Regions from separate parts of the Pan troglodytes genome. Here region 2 is linked to region 1. A link is a contact called in public HiChIP or PLAC-seq data. All regions are on one chromosome and are shown on one strand. Each heading gives the region's core, a stretch centred on a gene start, on an enhancer-like site or on the middle of the called end of the contact. The rest is flanking DNA. Distances are from core to core; before and after follow the strand shown.

Region 1 (7,623 bases), core at 1,720-4,219:
CTTTGGTAATAGAAAAGTACTGAAGAAAATTAAATGTTCCTCAATAGGAGGCTGCTCAAATACACTGTGATATACCCATTCGGTGGAATACCCTGTAGCTATAACAAAAACAAAAATGTGAGAAGCTTCCTAAATAATGAGATAGGAAGATTTTTCTGTTAAAAAAAACATACAAAAAATGCATATGATGTGCTACCTTTTGTATAAAAAGGGTAAAAGTAAAAAATAATATGTATGTGTATATACATATACACACAAACATATGTATCCAGTTTGCCTGTATAAGCATAGCGAAACTCTGAAAAGATACACAAGAAACTAATAAAAAGAATTATCTATGTTTTGGGGAAGAATGAAAACTGAGAGGATATGGAACAGAATAAGATGTAAGAATGAAAAGTAATGAAAATATTTAATTATGTTCCCTTCTACTGATTATATTATACATGATTATGAATGAGGCAAAGTTTTGTTTTTCTTTTTGAGACGGAGTCTCGCTTTGTCGCCTAGGCTGGAGTGCAGTTGCGCGATCTCTGCTCACTGCAAGCTCTGCTTCCCGGGTTCACACCATTTTCCTGCCTCAGCCTCCCGAGTAGCTGGGACTACAGGCGCCCGCTACCATGCCCGGCTAATTTTTTTGTATTTTTAGTAGAGATGGGGTTTCACTGTGTTAGCCAGGATGGTCTCGATCTCCTGACTTTGTGATCCATCCGCCTTGGCCTCCCAAAGTGCTGGGATTACAGGCGTGAGCCACCATGCTGGGCCAGTTAATTCTTTGAAGCCAGCAATGGTGTGTTAAAAAAGAAAATTCAATCTACAAATAACAAAAAAAAGACAATAGTTCAAAGTATTCCTGTGCTTAATCTATCACTATAGGTCTATTAAAACAAGAGCAACAAACGGTTGCCAATGTATAACTTAAAACATCCAGAGGGTTACCCCATCTACAGTTGCCTAAAGTTATTCTTAGTTCCTGGAGAATTCATTTAGAAGCATAAGCATAATAAGGGCACAGTGAAATCTAAGTTTGGTTCTCCATTATAGCTGTGGTCCTAATGAATTGTGGGCCCATCCTGAATTAATAATTCTCCAATAAAAATGATAATCAAAGAATTTAAACCATTGATACAGTTCCCTTGTTGATATTAATCTGTTCATTAATATTACTTGGATCATATTTCCAAATTACAGAGTGTAATAGCATCTAATGCACTTTCATAGATCACAATTTTATTCTTTTGTTTCCCATTTTACAGTTAATCCTATGTAGCAGATATTAAGGAGGCACTAAGCACTCTTTGCTAACAAACTATCCATTTCTTTCATTTAAGTATTTAGCACTTAGTTAGCAAATGTGGACTTCTCACTTACTGATTTCTTGGTTTAAAATCCATGGGTTCAGTATGGAACAAATGGATTTAGTAGCTCTTGAATATCTTTACACTGTAAACTTACTATTGATAACTTTTATTTCTTTAGAAGCAATATCTAAGTCCTAGGAATTCTGAGCCTGCTCATTATTGTTACCTCCCAAACTAGCGGAGTGTGATTCAGAACACAATAACATTATATTTTCTTTCCTCCTTCTCTTCCTCCTTTTAGAGAATACATGATAGGATGTTTTCAGCTTTCTAGCTTTCAACAGATGCAATGATCAAAGAGTCTGTCCCCCTCTGCTTTAATAAATGTGGAACATTCAACATTTGGCATATGAAGAGTAACTGGGTACATCTGAACTATTCTGTGCTCTTCATTCTGTTCCCTAAAGGGACAGATACAAAGAGAAATCACATAAACTATAATCCAGTTGAGTAGATTTAATTTCCTTTTCCTATTTGGTCTACATGCACCACCTGGTGGTAAAGTAGTGCATTTCACATAGAGTGTGTGTGTGTGTGTGCGCGCGCGCGCGTGTGTGTGTTCTGAGGAGTATATAACATGAGAAAGATAATTTTAATATGCTTTCCTAATACTGATTTAGATAGACAACACAATTATTCTACACCAAGAATCTAATACAACACTTGAGCACTACTTCATGTATAACAGAACAGGAAGTAAAGGAGAGAACTCATGCTGGAAAGTAAAATAGCTTTCACTTATTTACCTTAGCAATACATATTATAATTCCATCTCTAAATTAACATTTATTGTTCCAATATTCTTATTGAGGCAAAAATCAAACACTGATAATCAATGTGAAACCATTTCCTCCTTTTTAAAGAATAACAGCTTTTAAAAGTAGGTGCCCTGTTCCTTATATTAGTAGTGAGTATAAGTCACAGATCACAGAATTGTAAAGCACCATAGAGGCATTAGACCAATACACCAATTTTACAAATGTAGCAGCTGAGACTCTGGAACAGCAGGTAACTTGCCCAAAGTCATACTGGTCATTAGTGGTCCAACACAAATAAGAATCTAGATCTTCTCACTTTCAGCCTAGGAATATAATACATAAAAATTGTACTTATATTCATTTTCAATGAATTGTCTCTGTATGATGTGATAATATTCAACTTATCTACACAGTGCTTTAAGGCACTCATATGTTAGTTAACACATACCAGTTTTGTTCTAACATTCTGAGCACAAAGAAGTAATTGAAGAAATGCATGTATCATAAAGTTATGGAAAAGATTTTCTAAGTATTAAAAAACCCTATATATATGTTCAAATGAATAATTTTCCAAGTATAATACAACTGCTATATTGCAAAGAAGGTTTAAAAAATTCCCTTTCCCCTTCTAACTGCTTCAGAACCAGAGATCTGTTTCTACAAAGTAGGTACCCACTTGTAGATTTAAGCATAAAACATGTTCATAGCTCCCTCTCATGACCATTGAATACTATACAAGCCTCCTTTTATTCTCGCTGTTGTATTCAACTAACAGCTCACTGGCTAAGTTTTAATTGCTTCCAATGAGGTCAGCAAAGGTATTTATCGAAAAGCCCTGAATAAAAGGCTCACACACACACACAAGCACACACGCGCTCACACACAGAGAGAAAATCCTTCTGCCTGTTGATTTATGGAAACAATTATGATTCTGCTGGAGAACTTTTCAGCTGAGAAATAGTTTGTAGCTACAGTAGAAAGGCTCAAGTTGCACCAGGCAGACAACAGACATGGAATTCTTATATATCCAGCTGTTATCAACAAAACAAGTAAGTTACTGTTATTTGTCTTTAAAAACAATGCTGAATGTTTTCTAAAAGTTTATCTCTTTTTCTGATTTTAGTACTGAGCAGGAAAGTAAAGTTACAAGATTTTTGAGCCATGTAACTATCTATAGTAATTATGCTGTAGAACATAAAGATAAGGTTGAAGTTCTCCAGAGCAATCCTGACATTTAACTTAAAAAACCTGGGCAGTTGAGGAGAAAATAATTGATTAACCACAAATGTAAAAGCATATAATAAAGAAGTCTAGGGAGAAAGCAGTTACACTTTGTTAGCAGTAATTGTAAAAACTTAATTTAAATCAATAGTTCTGAGTGCAGTATGGTTCTCACAAAATAGCAATTGGAATGAATGGTACAGTCATATTCTGTTTTGTCTCTACTCATGCATAAATTTTATAAATCTACACATAAAGTGGTAAAGATTTTGACATCCTCTGTGAAGGCTGTTTTAAATGTATCTTCAAAGAATAACCTATACTGTATTCTAATACTACTACTTACCCACTAAAATTTACACATACAATTTTTTATCTTCCTCTCTCCTCCCCTCCCTATTCTTAATCTCTCATTGCAAACAGAAGTCAAATAGCAAACAGCGTCACAGCAACTGAACTTACTACGAACTGTTTTTATGAGGATTTATCAACAGAGTTATTTAAGGAGGAATCCTGTGTTGTTATCAGGAACTAAAAGGATAAGGCTAACAATTTGGAAAGAGCAACTACTCTTTCTTAAATCAATCTACAATTCACAGATAGGAAGAGGTCAATGACCTAGGAGTAACAATCAACTCAAGATTCATTTTCATTATGTTATTCATGAACACCCGGAGCACTACACTATAATGCACAAATGGATACTGACATGGATCCTGCCAACTTTGCTCTACAGATCATGCTTTCACATTATCTGTCTAGTGGGTACTATATCTTTAGCTTGCAATGACATGACTCCAGAGCAAATGGCTACAAATGTGAACTGTTCCAGCCCTGAGCGACACACAAGAAGTTATGATTACATGGAAGGAGGGGATATAAGAGTGAGAAGACTCTTCTGTCGAACACAGTGGTACCTGAGGATCGATAAAAGAGGCAAAGTAAAAGGGACCCAAGAGATGAAGAATAATTACAGTAAGTAATTTTAAGTACTGCTTATGAACCTTAGCAATCTGTTAATGGATCAATTTTCAGGTGACATGTTTTCTCAGCTTCCTTTTGCTTCTTGAAAAAAAATTAAATAAAATGTCACCTAATTTCTCTAAATTGAACTATGTTGAACTATGCCCCTAAAAATATCTCTTTTAACAGGGCAAATCTACTTACATTATAGTTGGACCTGATAATCCAAGCCAATTTGAAAATATATACTCCTTGTCCTGAAAATGCTCATAAGTTAAGCAAAATGTAAATAATATTATTCACACCAAAATGTGACTTAATATTGTCTAAGCAAAACTTATTAAGCTATCTAATTTAGAACTTCATAAATTATCACTAAAAGCTATTTATCACTAGTTTAAAGAGTAGGGAAATTATTTTTATTAATTTGATTTTCTTTGAAATAATATTTTCATGATGTAAATTAAAATACTTAATCTGTGCTAAGATATGCATTCCTTTGCAATTGTGTATAATGATAAAATAGAAGGGAATCTGTGGTATCCTTATTCATTTGAGTCATAATGAGCTTGTATTAAGTTGATGACTTATCAACTTAGGCAGAAAAACAGATCTCTCCTAACGTTTTCCTTAACTAAATCTTTTATGTCATAAAAGTTCTGTGCTACCTTAAGAAAAATGTAAAGGTGAGGGGAAAAAAGTGGGCTGGAAGAGATGGTAATTCCATGTTTTTCAATTTAAAGCCTTACATTTTTCCCAAGAATCAGTTATTCTTCTTATGTTAAAATATCAGGGTTGTGTTTTGCATTTAATGGTTATGATGAATAACCAACTTCAATAGTATTAAATGTAATGGAATAAGATACACACCTCAACATATACATTAAGGATTTAAAATACTTAGTAAAAATAAATTTTGTTTATATTACTAGCACTCAGACAACATTGTTATTAATATATAATTTCATATTAATTGTTTTAAAGTCATTTGAAAAAGAATGCATGGGGAGACTGGTGTAAACATGTGCAAATCACAGTGCCAGGCTTGCAGCAATTACTCAAACTTTTGTTGCCTGTTTACTGAATGACTTTTAGGGTTCTGAACTAATCAACCAATCAATGGGAATTTCAGAGAATTATGTTTCCAATATGAAAATGAGAAGACCTTCTTTTTAACCATAATTGATATAGAATGTTAAGGCCATTTTAATGACTGGACAGTTATGGTTTTATTATTAGTATTTATTATTATTACTGAGATTAATAAAGGTATCATGTTAGTCCTAGAAGATCATTCTTACTATACTAAAGTTTATCTAAGGAAATGACTATTTGGAGACAATTTTTTTGATATCTACTTCTACATGAGCAACAGAATTTGGCTTATAATTAATTTATTTAAAAGTTGCTCAGATTTATCATGGATAATATCATGGATATAATAACAATATTATATATTATCATGGATAATATATATCAATAATAATATCATGGATAATAAAACCTGGTGGAGACGACAGAGCCTAGGTAAAAATTATGACACATGGGGCAACTCCCTGTCTACGAATGATCTGGGGACAATTTCTTTGTTTTTCTGACCCTCAATTTTTCATCTATAAAATGTGGGATAGGTACAGATGATTTCCATGATACTTTCCAGTTCTTATAGTCTATTCTATTTTAAACCACAGAATATATTTCATAAATATAAAGAAACCTAAATACCCATTGTATAATTATCTCACACAACGAATGAGATGAAAGTAATAGGATAAGCTGTCAGAACTAATTTCAAATTATAGCAATAAGGTTACCAAACCTTAACTGTGGAATTCTACATGCTGACTACTCCTTTTGAATCCTTTTACCAAGTAATGAAAAAGCAAAAAAGTAGATGTAAAATCCAGTGAAAATGAATAGTATGCATAATTATTTAGGATCAACAATATCTTCAATTGGAATACATTTGCATATGTAAATTTTATTTTGTTTGTGTTAAAATTTCTTGAAACAATGAAACTCAGGTAGTACACATGCATAAAATGCTAAAATTATTTTATAGTTTGAAATGCAATTTAGTGCTAACTTTGAGTAACCCTAAAGCCAATTTTGTAAACCATCTCCTCTAACACCAATTCTATAGCACAAAAGAAAAAAAAAGGAAGTCGCCCTATATTGTTATAAATTAGAATGTCACAATACCAGTGTACTAAAAAGACAAGATACACATCATGTAAATAATTTTTACTTCTATAAACTTTTTAATAGGCTGTATATATGATATACTTTCTTGATATCGTTAACTATCCTGGAAAGGGAAACTTTCATCAGAATCCTTTAAGTAAACCCTAAAACTGTCGTCAGGTTATGTGGCTATCTTATTGGAGAAGGAGTCAGTAAGATTTCTCCAAAGTTAAAAAGAGGATAAGGCACTCTTTTTTTTTCTATAGGAAGTCCTTAGGTACAGAGGGAAATGCTACAATGAAGAATATATGGAGAATAACATGTTAGAAGAAAATTCTGATAGCCATTTCCTATTATTTGAAGGGTAGCCTTACTATAATAATTTTAAGAGTGAATGTCCAATTGTGCTAATTGACACATGTGAAGTTGAAGCTGCTATATTAGGAAATCTAGGTTCAAAAAATGCTCAGAATTTGTTTAAAATAACAAGAATGGAAACTTGAAATTATGACATTTGAAGATTGTTTACATTCCTCAATCATTAATTGAATGAATGGACAAATAAATGAATGAAAGAATGTTTCCTTCCGATTTTCATTAAAATGAGAGAAAAAGGTAATTGGATTGTCTACTAGAATGAAATGCAGCAGGATTCTGATTAAAGATCAGAATCAAACTCAGAATTTCATTTTCAATGTTTTGATGCCTTAAATTTTTTCAACAGGTTGTCATGTCAATCACCTTTCTTTGGAGTCTTTTAAGTTAGTATAGATTTTAGTGTCTTGGAAGATAAAATTTTACATGAAAAGTAATATACCAGCTATGCAAAATATAATTATTCTTCTGGTTACCAAAAGAAAGTCCCCAATCTTTTCTCATGACTTTTTTTTGAATGACTGACCTGAGAATGTCAATAGGCTTCAGAGGACTACTCACTTCACCAGCAGAAGCAATGCTTCCACACAGGAATGTGGTTTTTTAAGATACTAGTAAATATGGATTGGAGCTAGCAGGAGAAGTAAAATATCTAGATGTATAATTCTGCTTCCACAATGTTTTGGGCTCGGGTAGATGGATGGAGGGCATGGAGAAAGAAAAGGGAGTTGTGGGCAAGTGGATGTGACTGCTCATGTCTC
Region 2 (7,623 bases), core at 2,027-4,526, 200 kb after region 1:
ATTCATCTCATATTAGTTTCTTATTGCTGCTGTAACAAACAGCTAACAAAGTGGCTTAAAAAATCACAAAGTTTATTATTTCACAGGTCTAGAGGTCAGGAATCTGAAATGGGTCTGCAGGGCTATGCTCCTTTCATGTTGTGTGTGTGTGTGTGTGTGTGTGACAGAGTTTCACTCTTGTCGCCCAGCATAGTAAATTTACTTGTGTAACAAAAAAACACAAAATATCAATGGCTTAATACACATAATTTTTTCTCCCAGAAGATCTTTTTGTGAGAAAAGGGGCTTCTAGCAGTCACCTGCTATCCTTTGCTCAGAGCTCCTCCCTCTATCTTCAAAGCCAGCAGTGTAGAGTCTTCTCCCCTCTCTTGACATCTTGTCTTCCTCTCATAAGAACTCTTTGATTATGTCCAGCCACCCAGACAATCCAGGGTAATTTAGCCCATCTCCTTAATCACATATGCAGTTCCTTTTGCCATATAAAATATCAACAGGTTCTGGAGATAAGGATATAGACATCTTTGGGGGCCATTATTCTATCTACTACACTCCTATTTACCTTTTTCCAAGAAGGTATTAGAGAATGTAGTTCATTTTTAAAAAGGGATTAAACAAAGAAAAAGGAAACAAGAGATCTAACACACAGGAGAGCAGTATTATGTTGGAGAAACCAGCAATCCTAAATAAACTAAAGGTTGTAACGCTGTAGGAAGAGTATCTGTAAGGAAAAAAAATCTACTGGATTAACTGATGTATTTCACTGTGATGCTTTAGCAGTTTGCCAGTGTTTGAGAACAGATAAATAATACATTAAAAATGGCAGTTAAGAGAAAGGAAAGTAAAAAGTTGTATTAAAAGTTAATGCGATCTTAGTATACTATGTGCCTTGGGGTTGAATGACATTTACCTAGACAGTAGTGATAACACTAAATGTTGATTTAGCCAAAGCCTATGATATCACTATTGACAGGTGAAGGGACAAGAAGAGTGTATGAGGTAGAGAGGGAATGTTCACACACTTGGAGGTGGTGGTGTTACAAAAGACCTTTATCACTGCCTTCCATAGGAGAAAGTCAGTGGGTAATGTCTGAAATTGGAAAATCAAGAAACTGCAATGTAAGTATATTTAGACATGGGGGTAACAGATGAAATATTTAAAAGACTTGAATTTTCCTTTGGTGAGAAGAATTGAGAATAGAGTAGAAGGGTTGGGTACTACAGGGTTTTCTTTAACCTAGAATGTGGCAAACTGTTAGTGCTCACCAATATGTGTGTGTTTCTCTACATTTCTCAGGATCCCCGGCAGTTGAAGTAGGGGCCTTGGGACTAAATTCTGGCCAACAGAATGTGGCCAAATTGATACATGTCATTTTTAGAGTTAACCTTGGGTAATTTGCCATACTTTCTTTCTTGTCAAACAAGCTAGTCCTAGAAGGCAGCAGAACCATTAAAAATTAAAACATCTGGCCTTGAATTTAACATTTCGTCTGACTAGAAATAGCCACAATGGATCTTTTGTGAGGAAAAAAAAAAGTGTATTAAACCACCGATATTTTGGGGTTTTCTGTTACAGAAGTAAACTCGCTATGCTGGTTTTAAAACATGGACAAGAATTCTTTGCCAATCCTTTGAGAAGAGGGATCTATGTCTCCTTTCCTAAAATGGAACAGGACTTTGACACATTTGTAAGCAAAAGAAAGTGAGGGAAGTAGCACCGCGTTACTTTTTGAGGCAAGGTCAGAAAAGGTCAGGCAATTTTTGCCTTGTTCATTGCAACACTCCCTTTGGAGCTCTGAGTTTAAGCTAAGAAGTCTGACTACCTTGCTGCCATACTGTGAGGAAGCCCCGGCCATATAGTTACAGAAGCTCTGCTAGCATGCCCACTCTAGTCTTTCTAATTGAGTTACCAAAGAAAAGCTGATGACTGTGCCCTATTGACAACACCACCTGTGAACATAATAAAATGGTTGTTTTAAGCCACCATATTTTGGAGTAATTTATTACATACGATAGCAACCCAATGCTCAATCTAACAAGTAGTATTATTTGCTTTTTAATCTGTGCAATTTAACTACTTTGATAAAATTTAGAGTTAAACTAAAAAGGAAAATGGTTGTGAATTCTTCTTGGCTTATAGACTTTGCTATTCTACTTTCCCTACCCAGAAAATTCACCTTTCTCCCTAAATCACTGGCTTTCAAACTTTTTAGGGTTTGAAATACAGTAAGAAATACATTTTACAAACAAGCCCTAGTGCACACATACACGCATATATACAATTAAAAGCTCCATAAAGCAGTACTTTACTAAGTAACACTAAACTTACTTACATGCGCTGATATTTCCAATCTATATTGTTTCTTTTTTTTTTTTTAAGTTTAAAAAGATTTCCTTGCTTACAAATGGGTCAAGACCTCCACTATTGGGTCCCACACAATCCCCTTTCCAGTTGAAAAACACTGTCCTAAACCTAAATCATTCTTCAAGGCCTTACCCAAGTCCGAAAAAGAAGCCTTTATTGACCACTCCATTCTCAGCTTTCTTGAAATTCCTGTAATTTATTAAATTCCATTTTTTATCTCAGTAGTAAGAATATTGCATTTTCTGTACTTGAATTTAACATGCTTTACTTGATATCGTGAGCACTTCTAGGGCATTGTAATGTCCTTTATCTACCACTTGATAAATTCAGAGTAGTCAATAAAACATCGCTCAACATTTGACCATTGTGTTTTAAAATCTTAGTTGTTAGAGTGCACTTCCGTTTGGGCATTGTTTGGGGAGAGGCACGGACAAATGTTCTAATAACTTATCCACATATTATACTTCAAAGTGGAAAAACACAAAGTACTCTTAACTCTATATGCGTGTTTTTATGCAAACTAAATCATAAAGATACAAATGATTTTTCTAATAGGTTTCATCACCACACAGCACACGAAATAATGATATTGATATAGCCACGAAAGAGTAATGTAGCCAAGTTCTCACAACCAAAATATCTTTGAGGTGGGCAAAATGCAAACTTTTCTCTGGGATCAACATTTCTTCACAACTCACTGCAACTACGCCTTGACAGTATGTTTCGAGAACCGCTTCCCAATTTTGTTGTCCCAGCAAGAATCGGGAGGAAACTGGGTGAAAGGCTGCGAGGCTTGAGGCGGGTCCCGGACGAACGCGGCCCTGCCCCTCGCCGGAGCCTCTCGGGAGAAGTGCGACACCGCCGCTGAGTGAGAGGCTGAGGCGGAACTTCCCGTCTAACCCCGCCCCGCTGTCGTCCCAGCCTGTTGCTTAAGCCGCGCGGTGTGCGGTGTGCGCGGCCCCTGCCTTAGCAACGACGCTAGTAACTGCCTGGCTCCTCCCTCTGGTGTCTCCCGGAAAGCGCTCCGTCTGGTCCGTGCGCGATCACGGCCCGGCGCGTGGCTCGGGCTCGGGCGGAGCTGGAGACGTGTGGAGCTGTTCGAGGACTCGCGGGTGTGCAGGTCTGAGTACCACTCCGATCCCTGGTGGAGGTCCCCGCGCCTCTCTGGAGACCAGTGGTCTGGCCCCAGAGGTGCGGCCGCGGGAAGTGGACATTCTTTGTCAGGACCCTAGCGGAGGTCGCGCTGGGTGTCGCCTGTGAGGGGGATCCTCGGTTCCTGCGCGGTCTCTTGCTTTTTTTAGGATCTTGCGGGCCCTTTGGGAAAAAGGTTTCCAAATTTTTCCTCAAAAAAAAAAAAAATTATTTTTCCTACCAATGATTTTCGGTGTATTCCGCCCCAACGAAAAGTATGTCCTGGCAAAGTCAGTTCCCTAGGAACCCCATACTTTATTTTATTTTATTTTTAGTATTTGGAGTGGTTTGTGGGGGTTTGGTTATCACGGAAGGGGAAGCGTAGTACAGACGTAGAATTAGTGATGCCATGCAGTGTATTTAAAATATTGAGGTTGTGGTTACATAATAAGCAAAAGAGCCTGTTTCTTACGTCTAAATTATTTATTGGGAATGTAGGACAAATAAGGAAGTATATTAACATTTTCAGTCGCCAGGCCCACAAAGTTGGATGGTAAAATCAATACTTTAGATCGCAGCATGTAAGGACTAACCCAGTGCACCATGAAAACGAAGGCAAGACAGTTTGTTACCATATGGCGGGTGGTGTGGGAGAGGCCATTGATCCTATATGAAAAAGGGTACTACTCCCTTGGATTATGAAAAATGAATGTTGGACCTGTAAGTCCTATGTGACCAAGTTCTTAAAAACACTCTAAAGAAAATTGGAAGTGGTTTTTTTCTAATACTGAATTGGTCCACAATATAGGACAGGGGAGTCTGTATAGTGTTCCATTGGGAGGTGAGTCAGCTTACAATAATGGAAGAGGTAGAAGCTTTTTGTTATTATTTTGGAGAAAAAAAAAATTGCCAGCCTGCCACTTGTGCTAGGCTGCAGACGGCCCATAAAGGTAGTTTATCAGATACTTCAGTAGCGAGATGCTTACTGGATGTGTTTTGCAGAATGGTTTTGATTTAGTTAACAAGTGTTTGTTGAGTTCCTGCTGTTGCATAAGAATCAGGAATAGGTGAGATCAGGGAAGGAATCTGCTCTTACAGAGTTGAATGCTGGAGGGGATAGATTCACTAAAGTACCTCCACAATAAATGCATTTTTCCATGTCAAATATGTGGAACTAATAATAAGTACTCAAAGAGGTTTAAGACATTGCTGTGGCCCATCTATGAGTTAATAAGGAACTGAATTAGAATCCTGACTTTGAGAGTGAAGATAGAGGATTATATACAAGGTAGATGCAACTTGGTGAGTATAATTAATTTGGGGTGGAAATTGGGTAGAAAGAGGAATAAAAAATTAATGTATTTTTAGCCTTAAGTTCCAGAATGATGGACGCACCATCAAGGTGTTAAAATTGTTAGTTCCTTAGGAACAGTCTTTATGTTTTCTAAGTCTTTTTAGCCCCCATGACTCAAATTGTACTTCCTTGCACATATTTGATGTTAACAAGTATGTTTTAAAAATTTTAAATAACCCCATTTGCAATAAAATCATTTGCAATGATTTTCTCACAGTCGAGGCAGGCTGTTGGCTCGGTTAGGACAGATGCCCTGATCATGTAGTTTCAGAGACCACTGGAGGGAGCTGCCCATGATTTACAATTGCTGGCCTCTTCTACGTGGCCACCTCAGCCATAAGTGAGAGTATATAGGTGAACTAAGAGGTGGAGCCATAAACATTTCTCTTTTACTGTCTTACAGGTATTTGTGGTGGTTGATTTTTGTAGAGGAAGGTTATTTATATAAGGCTTCACTAATATCCATTTAGTTATGTGGATAGCAGGTCCATGAACTGCAAAGTGATATTTCTGAGGTATCTCTAGGAGGAATGCACTTTCAGTGCCCTAGGATAACTCCAAAAACTCACCAGTAGTTTTCTGTTAAATGTCAGGCAACCACAGTAACTTTCATGACATCCACAGGAACTGCATTTTTCAGTCCCACTATGCCTGGGCCTTTGAGTGGTACATGCATTCCCACTAAATAGCTACTCCATTACCCAAGGAAATGAAGTCAGGTTGAGCTACTCCAATCAAATTTCATTTTTTAGGATGAATCCCATCATCTGAATAACTCAGGACTATTAAAGCCTCAAAATGTTTCTCTGTAAGAACCTCAGGCAACACCAGGACAAACCCAAAGAGAGTTTGGGTGAAACTTAGCTTCGTATGTGCAGCAAAGAGACGCCAACAGAGCATTTGCAACTCTCATTTCTGGGGACTATTAGGATCTCTTCCCAAGCTTTTTTTTTTTCTCTGTTTTAGAGATGGGATCTCACTTTGTTGTCCAGACTGTTCTCAAACTCTTGTGCTCAAGTAATCCTCCCACCTTAACCTCCCAAATGCTAGTATTATAGGCATGAGCCACCATGCCCGGCCCTTCCCAAGCTTGGAACTTCCTTACCTGGGTCGTAGATGGACTCTAGGAGATCTCCAAACCTCCTGAAATTGTGTGCAAAATATTGTATCTGTATATGCATTTTCTAGGGATGAGGTTTAATATTTTCATGTGATTCCTAAAAGAATCTGAGGCTCAAGAAAAGAGGGCATCTTAATATCCTGCACTTTCAGTCATTGAGGGCATGATCACAAAGATCAAAGCCATTTTTAGGCAGGTGAGTTGGAGTGGCAGTCAGAAGTAGGTAAGATTTTCTATTTGTGAGGCAGGAACAAGGGATTGGACCATTGTTCTTAAATACTGCTTTCTTACCCAAAATGCAAATCTGTGCCTAATCAGTACACAGCAAAAATATTTACTGTATTTTGTTTTTCCCCTTGGGTACATTTGGCAAGTACCTTTTTCTACTATAACCGGCGTTTTTGTATCTCTTTATTTGTGTCTCAAACTCACTGGGACTTACAATCTTAAAAAAAAAAAAAAGAAAAAGAAAAATTCATTTGATGAGTAATTAAATTAGTGCCACTAACTTCTTCTCAGCAAATTATGTTGTATTTTATGTTTCTCTGGACTTTTTGTTCACTTTCTGTTTGGGAGACCACAAAATGTTTCCTGCTGGAGTCACAGCATTTCTCTTGTCGCTGTTTCTACTTAAAGTGCCTGGAGCTTCGTAGTTAAACCACAATGCCAGAAGGCTTTATAATAAGAGAATTATTTTACAGCTGTGGAATGCATATCAAATCAATAGGGCACCAGTGTTGTTTCTCCCTTGAAAGATATCTTCCTTACAGGGTATGCAGATAGCAATTTTGGCAGCCATCACCCTTCTTTGAAGAAAATATTAAGTGGGAAAGTTATTTTACCATTTTTCTCTAGTACTAAAGAATCTGAATGATGTATGTTTTTAAAAAACAAATTCTTAGAGTAAGTGGACATTAATGTTACTCTGTAAATTTTAAAAATTTATAGGATAATATATTTTACCTTATGGGATATTTTACAAATTGTAATGAGTAGTAGATGCCTCTTATTTTTTATTGGATATGAAGTTTTATATGTATATGCACACATGTACACAGACACACTCACACATATGTAGTGTGTGTTTTAAGTTGGAGAGGGTTATATCTTTTAGAACATAACCAACTAAATTTTGCCAATTCCACTAGAATCTTCTATTTTTCATTAATGTCAATTCAAAGTCAGAGCCAACAGGGTTGAATATATCCCTGTCTGATATTAACGTGAAACCATTGCATTCCTAATATCTGGAAAACAAAACTGCCATCTCTGGAACAAAAAAGGGTTCTTGAAAAATGGATTCTCAGTACCTGAACTTTATATTTGAAATAACTTTCAGTTTATTGCTTTTAATCTTATGTTTTAAAGTGTGCCAATTTGGTGGTTTAAAACATGTTTAATAAGTACTAAAACAGCACACAATTGTGACTTAAATTGAGTAATTTTCTTTGTAGACTGAGTAAAATGTTTTCTGTTTTTATTTTTCCTTCTCTTGATACTTTTTTTTTACAGTGCACCTATGATATGTGTTTTAGAAATAGCCGTTAAACTTTGGTTTGAATGAAGAATGTCTCTCAATCCACCTATATTTCTCAAACGAAGTGAAGAAAATAGTTCAAAATTTGTGGAAACAAAACAGTCACAAACTACTTCCAT

What was found. HiChIP or PLAC-seq counts read pairs in DNA pulled down with a chosen protein or histone mark.
Region 2: a contact with region 1 is called in an H3K4me3 HiChIP or PLAC-seq map of stem cell-derived excitatory neurons, with 2.7 times the contacts expected there. The contact joins the promoter of DTWD1 here to the promoter of FGF7 in region 1. A contact is called at or near these places in 1 of 7 Hi-C or Micro-C datasets (blood) and 1 of 1 datasets of contacts at active chromatin or transcription factors (stem cell-derived excitatory neurons).

What each region holds. Positions count from the first base shown.
Region 1 is chr16:41,416,844-41,424,466 of NHGRI_mPanTro3-v2.0_pri, forward strand. FGF7 (fibroblast growth factor 7) reads left to right here and starts at 2,970. Exons shown (of 4, transcript XM_001167319.8): 1 at 2,970-3,168; 2 at 3,764-4,315. The coding sequence starts at 4,030. All of the region lies in intron 10 of FAM227B (family with sequence similarity 227 member B), which reads right to left.
Region 2 is chr16:41,613,828-41,621,450 of NHGRI_mPanTro3-v2.0_pri, forward strand. It overlaps DTWD1 (DTW domain containing 1), which reads left to right and starts at 3,277. Exons shown (of 5, transcript XM_001167630.5): 1 at 3,277-3,482; 2 at 7,480-7,623. The coding sequence starts at 7,535. It overlaps FAM227B (family with sequence similarity 227 member B), which reads right to left and starts at 3,345. Exons shown (of 16, transcript XM_063794131.1): 1 at 3,061-3,345.